Regions from separate parts of the Mus musculus genome. Here region 1 is linked to region 2. A link is a contact called in public promoter capture Hi-C data. All regions are on one chromosome and are shown on one strand. The core of a region is the stretch at or near the end of the contact, and the rest is flanking DNA. Distances in the headings are between cores, read along the strand shown. Region 1 overlaps Dnah8 (dynein, axonemal, heavy chain 8). Region 2 overlaps Btbd9 (BTB (POZ) domain containing 9).

Evidence for each region. Capture Hi-C pulls out chosen DNA fragments and counts their contacts.
Region 1: a contact with region 2 is called in a promoter capture Hi-C map of pancreatic islet. The contact joins two enhancer-like sites. A contact is called at or near these places in 2 of 39 promoter capture datasets (pre-B cells and stem cell-derived epiblast-like cells), 1 of 484 Hi-C or Micro-C datasets (the HL-1 cell line), 1 of 115 datasets of contacts at active chromatin or transcription factors (bone marrow-derived macrophages) and 2 of 9 other capture datasets (adipose tissue and pancreatic islet).

What each region holds. Positions count from the first base shown.
Region 1 is chr17:30,656,938-30,660,737 of GRCm38.p6, reverse strand. Dnah8 (dynein, axonemal, heavy chain 8) reads right to left here. Exons shown (of 93, transcript NM_013811.3): 10 at 3,745-3,800; 11 at 2,668-2,769. Among named protein-coding and RNA genes, the nearest start is that of Dnah8, 32 kb to the right of the region's middle. Within about 2 kb of position 2,482, at least 105 of the 459 cell types and tissues checked have an H3K27ac peak or open chromatin away from gene starts, as enhancers often do. A contact at or near this core is called in pancreatic islet, where this site is marked.
Region 2 is chr17:30,304,644-30,308,422 of GRCm38.p6, reverse strand. All of the region lies in intron 7 of Btbd9 (BTB (POZ) domain containing 9), which reads left to right. Among named protein-coding and RNA genes, the nearest start is that of Btbd9, 270 kb to the left of the region's middle. Within about 2 kb of position 1,347, at least 13 of the 459 cell types and tissues checked have an H3K27ac peak or open chromatin away from gene starts, as enhancers often do. A contact at or near this core is called in pancreatic islet, where this site is marked.

The DNA.
Region 1 (3,800 bases), core at 1,233-3,732, 350 kb before region 2:
TCTAAGACCCTTTATCCTCTAACCTTCTTTCTCCCCTACCTAGTGTTGAGAAGTTGGAAGGGAGATAGAGATCTAAGAACCTCAGTAACATAGCCCCACTCCCCAAATAGTGCCTACAGATATTGGCTGGTGTACTGGCTAGGTTTGTGTGTCAACTTGACACAGGCTGGAGTTATCACAGAGAAAGGAGCTTCAGCTGGGGAAGTGCCTCCATGAGATCCAGCTGTGGGGCATTTTCTCAGATGGTAATCAAGGTGGGAGGGCCCATTGTGGGTGGTGCCATCCCTGGGCTGATAGTCTTGGGTTCTATAAGCAAGCAAACAAACCAGAAAGTAACATCCCTCCACGGCCTCTGCATCAGCTCCAGCTCCTTCGTCATGAACTGCTTGAGTTCCTGTCCTGACTTCCTTTGATGATGAACAGCAATGTAAAAGTGTAAGTTGAATAAACCCTTTCCTCCCCAACTTACTTCTTATTTATGATGTTTTGTCCAGGAATAGAAACCTTGACTAAAACAGCTGGCCAGAATGTTGAAAATGAGAGACTGGGTGCTCAGCACTCAAGGGGACAAGGGGACACCTAGCAACACCCCCTCCCCAACCAAGGATTGGGAATACTGAGGGAGGAGGAAGACGAAGAAGGATGTCAGAGCGGGAAGAGGGTTTGGAGGGCTGCGACATGTTGTTTTCTGGACATAACACAGCTGTTGTATTTATTAACTCTTGGCCGCTGCAGTTCCCTGAGTAGGACCTGCACGAGATCGAGCCAGCCAGACATCAGGCTTGGATGAGGAGGGTGAGCTCCAGGCCCCCCCTCTTATTGCTGACAGATTATGCTTGTAGGTGTGGAATGTCCTTCTTTCAGAAGGCTTTGGCTACAAGTGGGATTCTCAGCTCCTGGGGACAGTCCCATACCAGTGTATTAAATGGACTTAGTGGATCATTAAAAAAAAAAAAAAAAAACAAAAAAAAAACAAGAAGTTGGGAGAAGATACTGTTATGGTTTGTCTATGCTCAGCCCAGGGAGTGTCACTATTAGAAAGTATGGCCTTGTTGGAGTAGGTGTGTCACTGTGGATGTGGGCTTTAAGACCCTCATCCTAGCTGCCTGGAAGCCAGTCTTCCATTAGCAGCCTTCAGATGAAGCTGTAGAACTCTCAGCTCCTCCAGCATCATGCCTGCTTGGATGCTGCCATGTTCCTGCCTGGATAATGGACTGAACCTCTGAACCTGTAGGCCAGCCCCAGTTAAATGTCCTTTCCGAGACACGTGGTCACGGTGTCTCGAAGCCACAATGGAACCCTGACTAAGAGCCATTCCCTATTTCTTGGCTGTCCTTGCCCTTTGCACTGGTTCCGGGGCACTTCTAGGTTTGTTTTTTTCTGAGACTTTTTTCTTTGCTCACTCTGGCACTCTGAGCCTTCCCTGGCTCAGCTCATCTTCCCTTCGGATAAATGATCCTGTCCTGGCACGTGCAGTTTCTTTTATTTATTTATTTATTTTTATTTTATTTTTTATCTAGTTAGGTTTTTTTTGTTTTGTTTTGTTTTGTTTTTGTCTCCACTTGTTAGGTGTAGTCTCTGGACACATTTCAAAGCATCTTCCAAACGCTTGTGCTCTGCTGTCAAAGGGAGAAAGCTGTGTCCAGATGTTCATGTCTCCCTGAAGGTAGCTCCCTGTTGCTTGAGGCCCCTGAGCTCATTCCTTAAGTTACTGAGAGCTGTTTTGCTTCTCGGTGTTTGATGGTTCTTCTCTTTGTCTGTTAGTGCTCTTGATCCCAGGAAAAGAATCTGTGCTTCTCAGGACTGACAATCAAGTCCCACGTGAATGTATGCAGGAGAAGAGATAGCTACAACCTCAATGAATAACGGCAGATGAGTCCTCCTCACAACTATTTTTCCCTTTGCCCATCCATTTCTTCACCTTCTGTTGCTGTTGTTTGAGAACAGGAATCCCATGTAGCCCAGGGTGGCCTCAAGCTCCCTGTGTAGCCAAAGTTGACCTTGAATTCCCAATGTTCCCATCTCTACCAACCCCACACTAGGGCAACAGCGATGTGCCTCCAGGCCTCTTTTATGGGATGCCAGAGAGGAGGCCCAGAGGTTTATGCACGCTTAGTAAGCTTTCTACCAATCCAGCTACATCCTTAGCCCAGTTTCTCCACACTTCTAGAATAAGTGCCTCAGCTTCCTATTTTCCTTCTGTAATTTGAGCACAGGTACTTGTCTAAGGCTACTGGGGGCGGGGCAGGGGGAGGGGCATCTGCCCGGGTCTCTTCTGGGCTGGTTAGTGTTGCTGTCCAACACTGCACACCTGCCAGTCAGAGCCCACTTCAGTTAGTTTTTTCACTTCTCCTGCTACTTTAACTTGCTCTTCTCATTGTTGACTTATAAAATACTTTGTTACTTTGAGTCGTCCAGGGGAAGGGAGCATTGCGCATGCGTGCAGGCGCCTACAGAGCCAAAGGGTTCCGGATTCTCACGGCGCTCTCTACCACTGAGCCAGCTCTCTGACTCCACCAGAGTGAACTATGACAATCCTCTTTTATATTCCCACACTACTCCGTGACGGCTTCCGAGGGAGCACGGTTTCATGAATGAACAAAGGGAACAAGATTGAGCTGCCAGTTGAGAGCTTTGCTTTATGAAAAATGAAACGCTTTTACAAACCTGGATTTTTTTTAGTACAGCTGGCGTTTCCTGGTCCCACACATGGTTTGTTCCGCCGTCAGTAATGTATGCTTTGCAGGCTGTTACCATCTGATTTGTCACCTAAAATAAAGGTAGGTACAAAGTGGCTATAGGTGAATGGCGTTTAAAAGCATAATACATGCGATAAATAATTAATTTGTGGAGTACATAAGTCACAAAATTAAAAACAACAACAAACAAAACACAAATGAAATCAAAATAAAGAAAACCCAAAACATTTACCTACTGCAATTATGTCACTGTCCCTGGGGTCATGACTCCCAAAGTCAAACACATTTTCTATTTGTCTAGTACACTTCCATTTAAGTCCTGACCTAGTCCAAAGTAATGAATGACAGCCACTTAAAAAGGTTACAGGAGAGGGTTAGAGAGTTGGCTCAGCAGTTAAGAGCACTGACTGTTCTTCCAAAGGACCGGGGTTCAATTCCCAGCACCCATGTGGCAGCTCACAGCTGTCTGCAACTCCAGTTCCAGGACCCAACATCCTCACTAAGGCACGTACAAATGCAAAACACAGAATGCATATACAGGCAAAACACAGATGCACATAAAAAAATTTTTTTTTTTTTAAAAAGGGAAAAAGATGGTTGAGTGGAGGACTACAGATCAATGCTTGCCCTGCATGCTCAAAACCTTGGGTTCCATCACTTCAGACAGGTGAACCTCAGGAGATAGAGGCAGGGGCATCAGAGGTTCAAGGTCATCTGCCCTCCACAACATAAAAGAATTTGAGACCAGCCTGGGAAACATCCTGGGCAGAGGGGGAGAGGGAGCGGGAGGGAGAGAACTCGCCATGGTGGGCTGGTAAGATGGCTCAGCAAGTCAAGGCACTTGCCTCACAAGCCAGGCAACCTGGGTTCATTCCCAGGAACACAGGGAGAGGTAGAACAGAACAGACCCTACAAAGTATCCTCTGACCTCCCCGGGCTGCTGTGGCATGCCAACATCAAACACACACACCACCACACCACTGCCGCCGCAGCTGCCACTGCCGACTAAGACTAGGACTATGACTACGAAGACAAAGGCGCTCACCTTGATGAATAATGACGTCATCCTCTCTGATGTATTATAATACCTCGACACACTGT
Region 2 (3,779 bases), core at 98-2,597:
ATGGACTAGGCTTTGCAAAGCCTACTTCGTATCATAAGTTAATGCTCAGCCTTCTCAGCCCTCCATTGGGTGGCTTTCTTTATGAAATGTCAAGGATCTAGACTACAGAAGAGCGATGCAAGTTTGCACCCAGTTGTGAAGTCTGCTCTGAAAAACCGCATACATGCACACGTATGTCTGTGTGTGTTTGGTGTACACATACATACATATATGCACAAATGTGTGTATATGTGAAGTGTGACAAGGAAGAATGAATGGGAAGGCATGTGGGCATGAGTCTGGGGGAGAGGCATATGGTCTATCCATGACTCCCCAGAGGAATGCTGTGCATCTTATCACTTAGGGACATGACGGTTTGAAACCATAATAAGCAGCCTTTGGACTGCCTTGGACATTATAATATTTAGGTTAAAGACCAGTTTGCACTCTGAGTAAGGCAAGTCATAGTAAGATGAGCTGTCTCCCAGGCCAGTCCTCTGTGGCAGGGTTATCACACCACCTTTCCGATCCAGCACGCCAAGGGTGCTTTACTGGCCAGTTTAATGTCATCTCTTCGCTGAGCGGTGGGCTTCCCCCGCCTCCTTCCACTTTTGAAAGGTTAGCCTTTCTTCAGAACAGTGCAGGTTTCCTGCAACATCTGTCAGCTTGGCAACGAGCACACCCCAAGGAAATGATGAACATTTGAAGACCATCTAAATACTTGAGGGACCTTTCCTCTTCTCCCCTCTCTCTTTCTGATCCTCTCTTCTCCTGTTTCTCCTAAGAATAGTGGGACAGCCACCTGGCATTTGTCGCTCGCTCACAGTCGCTTACTGCTGATAAAGTGTAAGCCCACTTACAGCTGTGACTTGTTTTTTAAATGAGTTTTGATTTACTCCTTGCGTTGTGATAGCCCTTGGAACCTTGAAGCAGAACCAGCCCGGAAGGCAGCTATGGGCAGAAGCTTTTGTTTAAGGAAAAGAGACTGCTCGGCCCTGGACCGTGAGCACAAAGACGTCTCTGCTCTAATGACTCAGATGATCTTGATCTGATTCAGTAGGTCAGAAATTGCTGTCCCCAGCAAATATCGACCAGAGGGAACTGCTTTCTCGGTTATTCTGAAACTGCCGGCTGCATATTACACTAGCAGGTGCTAATAGTTTTTTGCAGGTCAGTAGAATTGTTATTGGCTCTTCCTTCCTTTCCCCAATCCTTTTACAATCGCAAGGTGGTGTCTCCTGAGCACACAGATCTCCTTGTATGACTCGGATTTGAAATCCCAGGCCTACCCACCATTCCTTAGGGAAGACCTGGCTCTTGGTTACTAGGGAAGGACGACATGAAGAGCTCATTTGAAACTGAAACTCAAACCTCACCGAACTGAGCAGCTAGTGTCACAGAAGGTGGAGAGAAAGAGGGGGCAGCTCTCCTTGTCACACAATAGAGAATTGAAGTCGAGGATGGTTAAATGGCTTCCTTAAGATTGCCTAGAAAGCTGGACTCACAGTCACAATTAGTTTGGGGGGGTCTCTGCTCTCTAGCCTTTGCCTGTTGTAGCAGAAGATAGGGCAGGTGGAGTGGGTGGGGAATTGCCATTTCTCCCTGAAGTATGGAGACCTGAGCTGGGGAGGGCTAGAATGCAGAACCAAGATCTTCCTAACAGATGTAAAAGGATTAGAATGTCATTTTAAAATGCTGTGTTTATTTTGTATACTCCCAAGCACTGACTATAGGCTACTAAAGAGCAGTGGAAGATAAGTTTTATTCTATTTCAGACAAACCTTTTTAAAACCACACTCTAAATTTACAAAAGCCATAGCATCATTTATTTCCTCCGTGTAGATTAACCTTGGCTCCAGAATGCCATGTGAACTGTGGGTTCGGCATGGCATTTTCTGGTACCTCCAACCCTTGTGCTGAGAGAGTGTTAGGCTAGCCTGGGAGCTGGGCAGCCATGTTCCCCACGTTCCCAGTAGTGCACACCCGCCCCCCCCCCCAACCCAGTGTACCATCACCTCAGCTCCATGGCTCTGATAGTGCCTGAGTTGAACACTGAGAGGCTTGAGAGACAAGCTGTTCCCTTGGCCATGCCCTGGGGCTTGGTGAAAGAGCCCTGTGGTCAGAAGCTGTCCTACCCTGACCCACTCCTCTCTCCTCGGGCCAGTTGTGTTCTCCCAAGATCCCTCTCTGCTAGGCCATCCAGGGCAACAGGGGGCCACAGCCTCTGAGAACCCACTGTTCCTGTGAGCCTTCTCTCTAGGCCTCAAGAGGCTATGCAGGAAGCAGATACAGAGTGGCTTCTCTGTAATGTCTGGAGCCCATGTGACATTTGAATTCTTCACTATTGCTTCAACTTTTAGTGAAAGCTTAAATATTATAGTCAGTGATGCATTCTCACATTTTAAGAAACATTCTCACAAGCCAGGCATGGTGGCGCTTACCTTTAATCCCAACACTCGTGAGGCAGAGGCAGGCTGATCTCTGAGTTGGAGGCCAGCCTGGTCTACAGAGTGAGTTCCAGGACAGCCAGGGCTACATAGAGAAACCCTGTCTCGTAAAACCACACACACACACACACACACACACACACACACACACAAAGAAAGAAAAAAGAGAAACATTCTCACATTTTAAGACTTGAGGGCTATTTGTAATCCTAGAACCAATCTAACTTAAACTTGTTGAATTCAGAACCAGATGCAGTCTCCAGCTTAGAGACAAGCTACCAGGTTATTAAAGGGTAGTTAGACATAATAATAACTTCCTAACAAGAGCATTAAACTTCTGCATCTGTGGGGCTTTTCTGAGGCTTTTGCACATTCTTGTTCCCTGAGCAGGGTAAAAAGCTACTCCCCAATAGGACATCTCTACTCTCTGGTCACAAGATTGTGATCTGACAAGCTACTTAATCCAGTAACGTGGAACAAGGACATTCGTTGGTTTCAGTATCTTCCAAGACATAAGGAAAAATAATCCCTGCAAATCTTACAGCACATGCACAGCACGACACCCTCCTGTGCAGTTCCAGTGACTGTTGTGTGCTGGGTATTTTTCCAGGCTAGCAGTACGGAAAACCTCTCGGAGCAGAGGTTGTCTCTCTCTGGCAGATTGTGTCACTGCATTGAAAAATTGCCTGAGTTCAGACACAGGGCTGGATGCCTGGCTGTCTCTTCTTACAGCTGGAAATACCTTTGCCCAGGCTTTCAAAGGCCAGTGTGAACACAGAGTGAATTTGATGGCCTCTGTCAGCGTGCATACGTGAGGTCCATTGTCCTTAGCCCCCCTCTCTGCAGCTCCTGAGGATACCTGTCTCTGAGTTATCTTCCAGAGCTGCAGTATTCAGAGCTAGGACTTCAGAGGTGACAGTTTGAGGCATGGAGCTGGGGCACATTCGAAGGCTGGAGAGCTCTTGGCTCTCTTGTGCTGGGCAGGATGGAGGCCAGCATGATTGAGAAAGCACAATGTGTGTGTATGGGGAGGTGTGGACAGATGTGGTGAGAAGTGGCAGTGTGAGGATGGGAGCTGGCACAGGAGATCAGATGTGGGATGGCACTCACCGAAAGAGAGGAAAACCAAGAAGAAAGTAGAACAGAGGGCTGGGTAGGGGCCAGGGCTCCTCTGCAGGGACTGAGCACTCAGTGCTACTCCCTGGATTTTTCTGGGCTGGGTTTGGGTTTGGGAAGGTGGGATCCTTCTCCCTGAGAAGCCTGGGAGAAGCTTTGGCAATTGATCACACACTGCTTATGATCAATGACTTTTTCCTCACATGTGATGTAACACATGGTTGGTAGTGACTTCTC